Regions from separate parts of the Sus scrofa genome. Here region 1 is linked to region 2. A link is a contact called in public Hi-C data. All regions are on one chromosome and are shown on one strand. The core of a region is the stretch at or near the end of the contact, and the rest is flanking DNA. Distances in the headings are between cores, read along the strand shown.

The links. Hi-C and Micro-C count contacts between places; a contact is called where the count stands out from the background.
Region 1: a contact with region 2 is called in a Hi-C map of skeletal muscle, with 5 times the contacts expected there. The contact joins the enhancer-like site here to the promoter of TMED4 in region 2. A contact is called at or near these places in 1 of 5 promoter capture datasets (liver), 7 of 47 Hi-C or Micro-C datasets (embryonic fibroblasts, liver and skeletal muscle) and 2 of 2 datasets of contacts at active chromatin or transcription factors (alveolar macrophages and skeletal muscle).

The regions. Positions count from the first base shown.
Region 1 is chr18:50,632,526-50,635,429 of Sscrofa11.1, reverse strand. OGDH (2-oxoglutarate dehydrogenase, mitochondrial) reads left to right here. Exons shown (of 23, transcript XM_021079062.1): 5 at 2,331-2,446. Among named protein-coding and RNA genes, the nearest start is that of ZMIZ2, 35 kb to the right of the region's middle. Within about 2 kb of position 1,354, at least 1 of the 83 cell types and tissues checked has an H3K27ac peak or open chromatin away from gene starts, as enhancers often do. A contact at or near this core is called in skeletal muscle, where this site is marked.
Region 2 is chr18:50,697,421-50,700,682 of Sscrofa11.1, reverse strand. TMED4 (transmembrane emp24 domain-containing protein 4) reads right to left here and starts at 1,864. Exons shown (of 5, transcript XM_013985830.1): 1 at 1,366-1,864; 2 at 714-814; 3 at 426-551; 4 at 70-216. The coding sequence starts at 797.

The sequences.
Region 1 (2,904 bases), core at 105-2,604, 65 kb after region 2:
TGGTCCTTTAAAGAGAGCAGCTTTTGTTGGGGCTTTTTTTGTCTACACCTGTAGAAGTTTCTGAGTTCTTTGCTCTGAGTCTGGGATCCCGGAGCCCAAAAGGACCCTCAGGGACCTCCCTGGCTGTCTGGCCTTTTCTCTGCTTCTCGGCCTCGTCTCATGCTTGTTTTCTGTATGGTCTCTGGGGCTTTTAGTTGCACTCAGTGGGGGATAGGCCGAGAGATGAGATGTCTGTACCACCTTTGCTAGACGCAGCCGTCTGTAATTCACGGTCCCAGATGACTGGAGAACTGAGGCAAGGCGAGCAGTTCTGAGCTTTGGTCGTGAGGTTTGGTGGTGCAGCCCAGGCATCTCGAGTTCAGGGGGGTGGGGGTGAAGCACTGCACACGGGGGGGAGGCCGAGGCTCTTTGTGCTGAAAGGTCACAATCAGCCCACACTCGGTCCCGCCACAAACACCCCACCAGTTAACCCCACAGTCACAACGTTCAGAAGGTTCCCAGCAGAGTGTGCACTCTGTGGACACGCTGGTTACCTGAGCCTTTCCACCAGCAAGGAGAAGTGCCCCCCAGAGAACCTCGGTTTTCTTCATGAGCCCTGAGAGCCAGGCTGTGACTGGCCGGAGCCATGCGCTTTACCAGGCCCACCTGACGATAGAATAGCCGCAGGACACGGGTGCAGAGCTTCACCAAGCCGCTCTGCTGCCATCGCCACTGCCCCCAGGCGAAAAAAGCCAGATGGCTTCATTTATTTATTTATTTATTTTATTTATTTTATTTTGCTTTTTAGGGCCCCACCCGCAGCATATGGAGGTTCCCAGGCTAGGGGTCGAATCATAGCTACAGCTGCCAGCCCCAGCCCCAGCCCCAGCATCGCCAGATCCGAGCCGTGTCTGCAACAGCTCATGGCAACACCGGATCCTTAACCCACTGAGCGAGGCCAGGGATCGAACCCACAACCTCATGGCTCCTAGTCGGATTCGTTTCCACTGTGCCACAACGGGAACTCCCAGATTGCTTTTGTTGTAATAAAACAAAAAGGGTTGAAAACGTAGAATTTGCTTTTAAAACTTAAAAACGAGTGTCCTAAGGCGTTAGATGGATGAAGGCTGTCGTTCCCAAGCAACCTTGGGTAGGAGCCGCTGGGGAGGAGGTTCCGGGCCCACCTGTGACCAGCCGAGTCAGTTCTGGTGTTGGAGCCTGAAAATGTGCATTTTTACAAATCTCCCAATCCCCCCTCCTTGGAACTTGGATACATAGCTGTGTTAGCAAGCGGCTGCCTGAGTCCCGTACTGATCCTTCGGTCTTATTTACACACTTAATTAGGCCAAGAAACAGGAGAAAGCTGATCTTGCACAATCAGGTGCAGGAGCCTGGGGTGCCCGGTTTAGAGTTTCAGCATCCATCCGGGCACCTGGAGTCATGAACTACCCCTTGCCTCCCTGCAGCTGCTGTTTTGTTTCAAGCTGGGCTGGATCCTAACCTGTGGCGTCACCTGATGATTTTCCTCCAAGTCTCTTCCTCTTTGATAATTACCGCAGCCCGGGACAAGCCTGCGGTACCCAAGAAGGAGCCCCTCCGTCACATGCTTAGCAGCCTGAGGCGGACGAGGTGGCGCCGTGCCCGTGGTGCTAATGGCATTGATGGGGCAGCGATCGGTTCTTAGCGATTAGTCAGGAGCGAGGGTCAGGGTTGCAGCGGGGAGAGCGAGAATCAGACCTGGGACTGCCGAGCGCCGTCTGGACGAGGGTCTTCGTGGGCAGCTAGGTGTTCTAGAAGGACGCCGTCCTGCCACCCTTCATCAGAGATGGCCGTGGGGTCCTCTGCCCAGCAGCTCACCCGCAGACCGCTCTTGGGGACCATCCGTCACTTCTCCGCCTCCTGGCTTCCTTCCCTCACCACGTACAGACGCTCTGGCCATTAAGAGCTACAAGACCTGTTCTAATCCAGCTCCTTTTCCACTCAAATTCTCTCCTTAACTGCGTTTCATCTGCTCTCTGATTGCCTCACCCAGTGCCTTTTCCAACCTACATTGCTTTGTGTCTTTGGGGCCTTGAATACATTTTTCTCTAAATGATGAATAATTGGTGCACTGGACTAATACATGCATAGTATGAATTTTACTCTTATTTACCTATGATGCCAGTAATATACTCAGCTTCTCTTTGTTGCTAAAGTTTGTGTTTCTGGCTGTGACAATAGTGTTGACTTTCCTATGTAGCAGAGGTTTTTATGCCTTTTCTCTTCTCTTTTCTCTCCCCTGGGGCGTCCCTTCCCTTTTGCCTGAACCGTGGCCCCCGTGTGGCTGTGCCCGTCTCTCCTCACCCCCGCAGGGTTCTACGGCCTGGACGAGTCTGACCTAGACAAGGTCTTCCACCTGCCCACCACCACCTTCATCGGGGGGCAGGAGTCGGCCCTTCCTCTGCGGGAGATCATCCGGCGGCTGGAGGTGAGAGAACACACAGTGGCCAGAAAACTCTAGTGGACCTGCTAAAACCTCGTGTTGGCGGGAGGCCTCCAAACGAGGTCGTTTATTTTCCTGATCCTGTGTGTGTATGTATATGTATATTATTGTAAGAAGGGAATCTTTGTTGTTGTTGCTCTTCTGATGAAAATCCATGTTTTTATCCTTATAGTCAGCCATTAAAAAAAGTAGAATTGGGGAGTTCCCTGGTGGCACAGTGGGTTAAGGACCTGGCATTGTCACTGCAGTGGCCTGGGTCGCTGCTGTGGCTCAGGTTTGATCCCTGGCCTCGGAATTTTCATATGCTGTGGGCACAGCCACCCCCTCCAAAAAGTGGAGTTTGCTTCTAAGAGTTAAAAAAAAAATAAATGTGTCCTAAAGTATTAGGTAAATAAAGGCCGTTGTTCCCAAACCACCTTGAATAGGACCAACTAGGGAGGGTC
Region 2 (3,262 bases), core at 615-3,114:
TCCAGCTTACCCAGGGATAACGGGTATGAAGGTCAACTGCCATGTCCAAATACAATGACATGCCCTTACCCTTTGGTAATCCTGCTCCTTCTGGATCTGTTCCACCTGATCAAGCAACTGGCGGGCTCGGAGCTGCAACTCGGTCAGTTTATCCTTGGCAGCAATCTCAGGGTAGTTGTTGGCATGTTCTCCAACCTGGATGTCTAGGTGCACACGCTGGGAGGAAACAGGGTTAGACCCTAAGGTCATGAGGTCAGAGACACTGAGGGGTCGAAACTCTGTTCCAGACTAAGGAGCCCACTCTTGTCCCTGGCTGTGGGACACAAGGGCAGCATCTAATTCTTAACTGTGACTGTGCCACAAAGACAAAACTTTGAAACCAAGTGAGAGATTCTGAGCCGCGGCTAAAGAGAAAACACTCTTACCAGTCTGCCACCAGCAAAGAGTGTCATCCTGGTAGAGTTGGAGTGCAGGCAGATCTGATGGTCACCCGGAGTGTGGGAAGTGAAGGTGAAGCGGCCCTCTGAGCCATACTGCCGGGACAGCACCACCTGCAACACAGCAGTGAGAGGTTCTCCTTCTACTCTGACCTCTCCAAGTGCAAGCGCACGTCTTCAGAACTCTGTACCCCCCAGAGAGCTGGTGAAAGACGGCCTGATGCGGTCTGCAATGCGCCTGTGCCACGGCCTAAGCGCGGCCAGCGGTAGCCCTACCTTGCCTTCGGGGTCCTTCACCTCCACGTGCATGCCCAGGCCGGGGGTCGAGGGCAAGAAGACCTCCTTCTGCTTATCCCACATCTGTGTGCGGTAGTTCCCTGCGGAGCAGACAGAGCTGTCACAACCCGCCTAGTCCGCCGGGTTCCCACACCCCACACTCCGCTGGGGCACTACTCGCCAGGCAAGGCCTGGCGCCTTCGGGGCAGTGCTAGAGTGGGGAGCCCAACCGGGTGTGGGGACAAACAGGGCCCAGTCCACCCTCGCCCCGCCTGACCGATGACCATGGTCTCGTCGGGGATTTCCTCGATGAAGCAACGCTTTTCGGTCTCGCCGATGTGGAAGTAGAGCCCCCGAGCGCCCGCCGCGCAAAGCGCAAGCAGCAGCAGCGCCGGCAGCCCCATCGCCCGCCGACGCCCGACCCAGACACCTGCCAACGCGCGCCCGCTAAGCAGTGCGCATGCGTGCACCTGCGTCGCGCTCCCAGACGACGCAACGAGACCAGGCACGGAGCGCGCGTGCGCAGTGACGCCCGCCCCGCCTCCGCCGAACTCCTGCTTTTCCGGCCCCGCGGCGCGGCCGAAGGGCGAGGGCGCACGCGCGAGACGCGCAGGCGTGGTCTCCTCTTCCGCGGCGCTGTCGGCTCGCTCACCCGCCCTCGAGGGCTTTCTGTCCGGGCGCGTTTGCGCCCCGCTCGCCGTATACACTGGACGGCCGATCGGGCACGACGCACGCGCTAATCCGCTCGGCCACCCTCCCCTTCGCCCCCCACATCCGGCGTTGCGCCCCGCTCGTCTGGGCTCCGGGTCCACCTCCCTCGCTGAGTGGAGGGTTGGTTAGTGGAAGGTTGGGTCCACGCGGGCGGCCGGACTCGGGGTCCGCCCGAGGTGGGAAGGGCGGAGTCCAGGCGCCAGCGGACCCTTCGGAGATCCCGCCGGGCAGGTGCCTGTGTGAGAGAGCCCGTTTGGGGTGCAGGAGTGCCTGGAGCGGCCTGCCCGGGCTTTGGGGGCCGGGACTCGGCGAAGATGCAAACCAGCCGACCGGAGACGACATTCCGAGCCAGTGGGAATTCTCGCAGGCCGAGGTGTTCCTGATTTTAGGAGTTTGTCGGTTTTGTTGCTTATGATGACGGTGTTGCCGTGGTTGTTTCTCTGACACTCCCCTACTCGGGGTACACACTAAAGTATTCACAAGTAGTCACCCTGGGGTGTGATTCAGGGAAGCGGAGGCGGAGATTGAGTCCGAGCGAGGGATGTGTGGCAGGAGGGAAGATGCGAGAAGGTCTAATTGTCACTAGACTGTGCTCCCAAAGTGCGGGGCTCGGCGGCGTCTCGTGTGTGTACTCCAGCCCTATGGTTCTCTCTCAACTTGTCGGACACTGACTGTCCCCTGGGTGAAGATTTGGGACCTGCGGTCGCTTGGGCTGTGGGTCTCGTCCGCTGGCCCGCAGTGATTTAGGTCTCAGAGTGGAGAGCGATGTGGAGTAGAACGAAACCTGGCCTCGTGGCTGCGATGGGCCTGTGCCAAGTGCACGTGGGGTCCAGTGCTTGCTTTGCTACCTGCCTTCCTTGCTAAACACAAAGAAACCCTACAGAAGCTCTCTTAGAGGGCTTGGTGGTGTGTGTGCTGCTCTTAATCTCTTAAGAAGGCAGGTGGACCAAGGCAAACATGCTTGTACTTTTAAGGAAATTTTATGAGGCAAGCCTCCCTGAGTAGCAGCAGTTCAAAAAAAGCCTCTTTTAAGATCTCTTTTCAGGAGTTCCCTGATGTTGCATAGCGGAGACAAATCCAACAAGTATCAATGAGGATGCGGGTTCGATCCCTGGCCTCGTTCAGTGGGTTAAGGACCTGGCGTTGCAGTGAGCTGCGATGTAGGTCAGAGATTGAGCTCAGATTCCACGTTGCTGTGGTGTAAGCTGGCAGCTGTAGCTCCGATTTGACCCCAGCCCAGGAATTTCCATATGCCGGGGATGCAGCCCTAAAAAGCAAAAAAAAAAAATCTCTTTTCAGAAGCTGGAAATGTGGGTTTTGTTATGACATCTTTTCTTTTTTCTTTATTTTATTTTTTTTTTTCCTTTTTAGGGCTGCACCTGCAGCATATGGAGGTTCCCAGCCTAGGTGTCCAATCCAAGCTGTAGCTACTGGCCTACACCACAGCTCACAGCAAGGCTGCATCCTTAACCCACTGAGCAGGGCCAGAGATGTAACCCTAGTCCTCATGGATACAGGCCGGTTTGTTACCGCTGAGTCACAACGGGAACGCCTGAACTCTGACTTTTAAATATTGATGTACGGCTCAGCATTTCTGTTACAGTCTGGCCACATTCATCAGTCAGTCATGATGACAACCTGTGATCTCACCCAAATCCAATGGGGGACAGGCTTCCCATTTCAGTGACTTAACCGGTTTGCTGTTGACAGCTCCTCCTTTCTCCAAGATTCTCTGTCTCCTTCTCCTCCCTACGGACTTTGAACTGGTGCAAGGTGAAACTGAGGACCTGGGCTTGGGAAACTGAGGAAAACTCGGAGTGAGGCAGGCCATGAGGCCT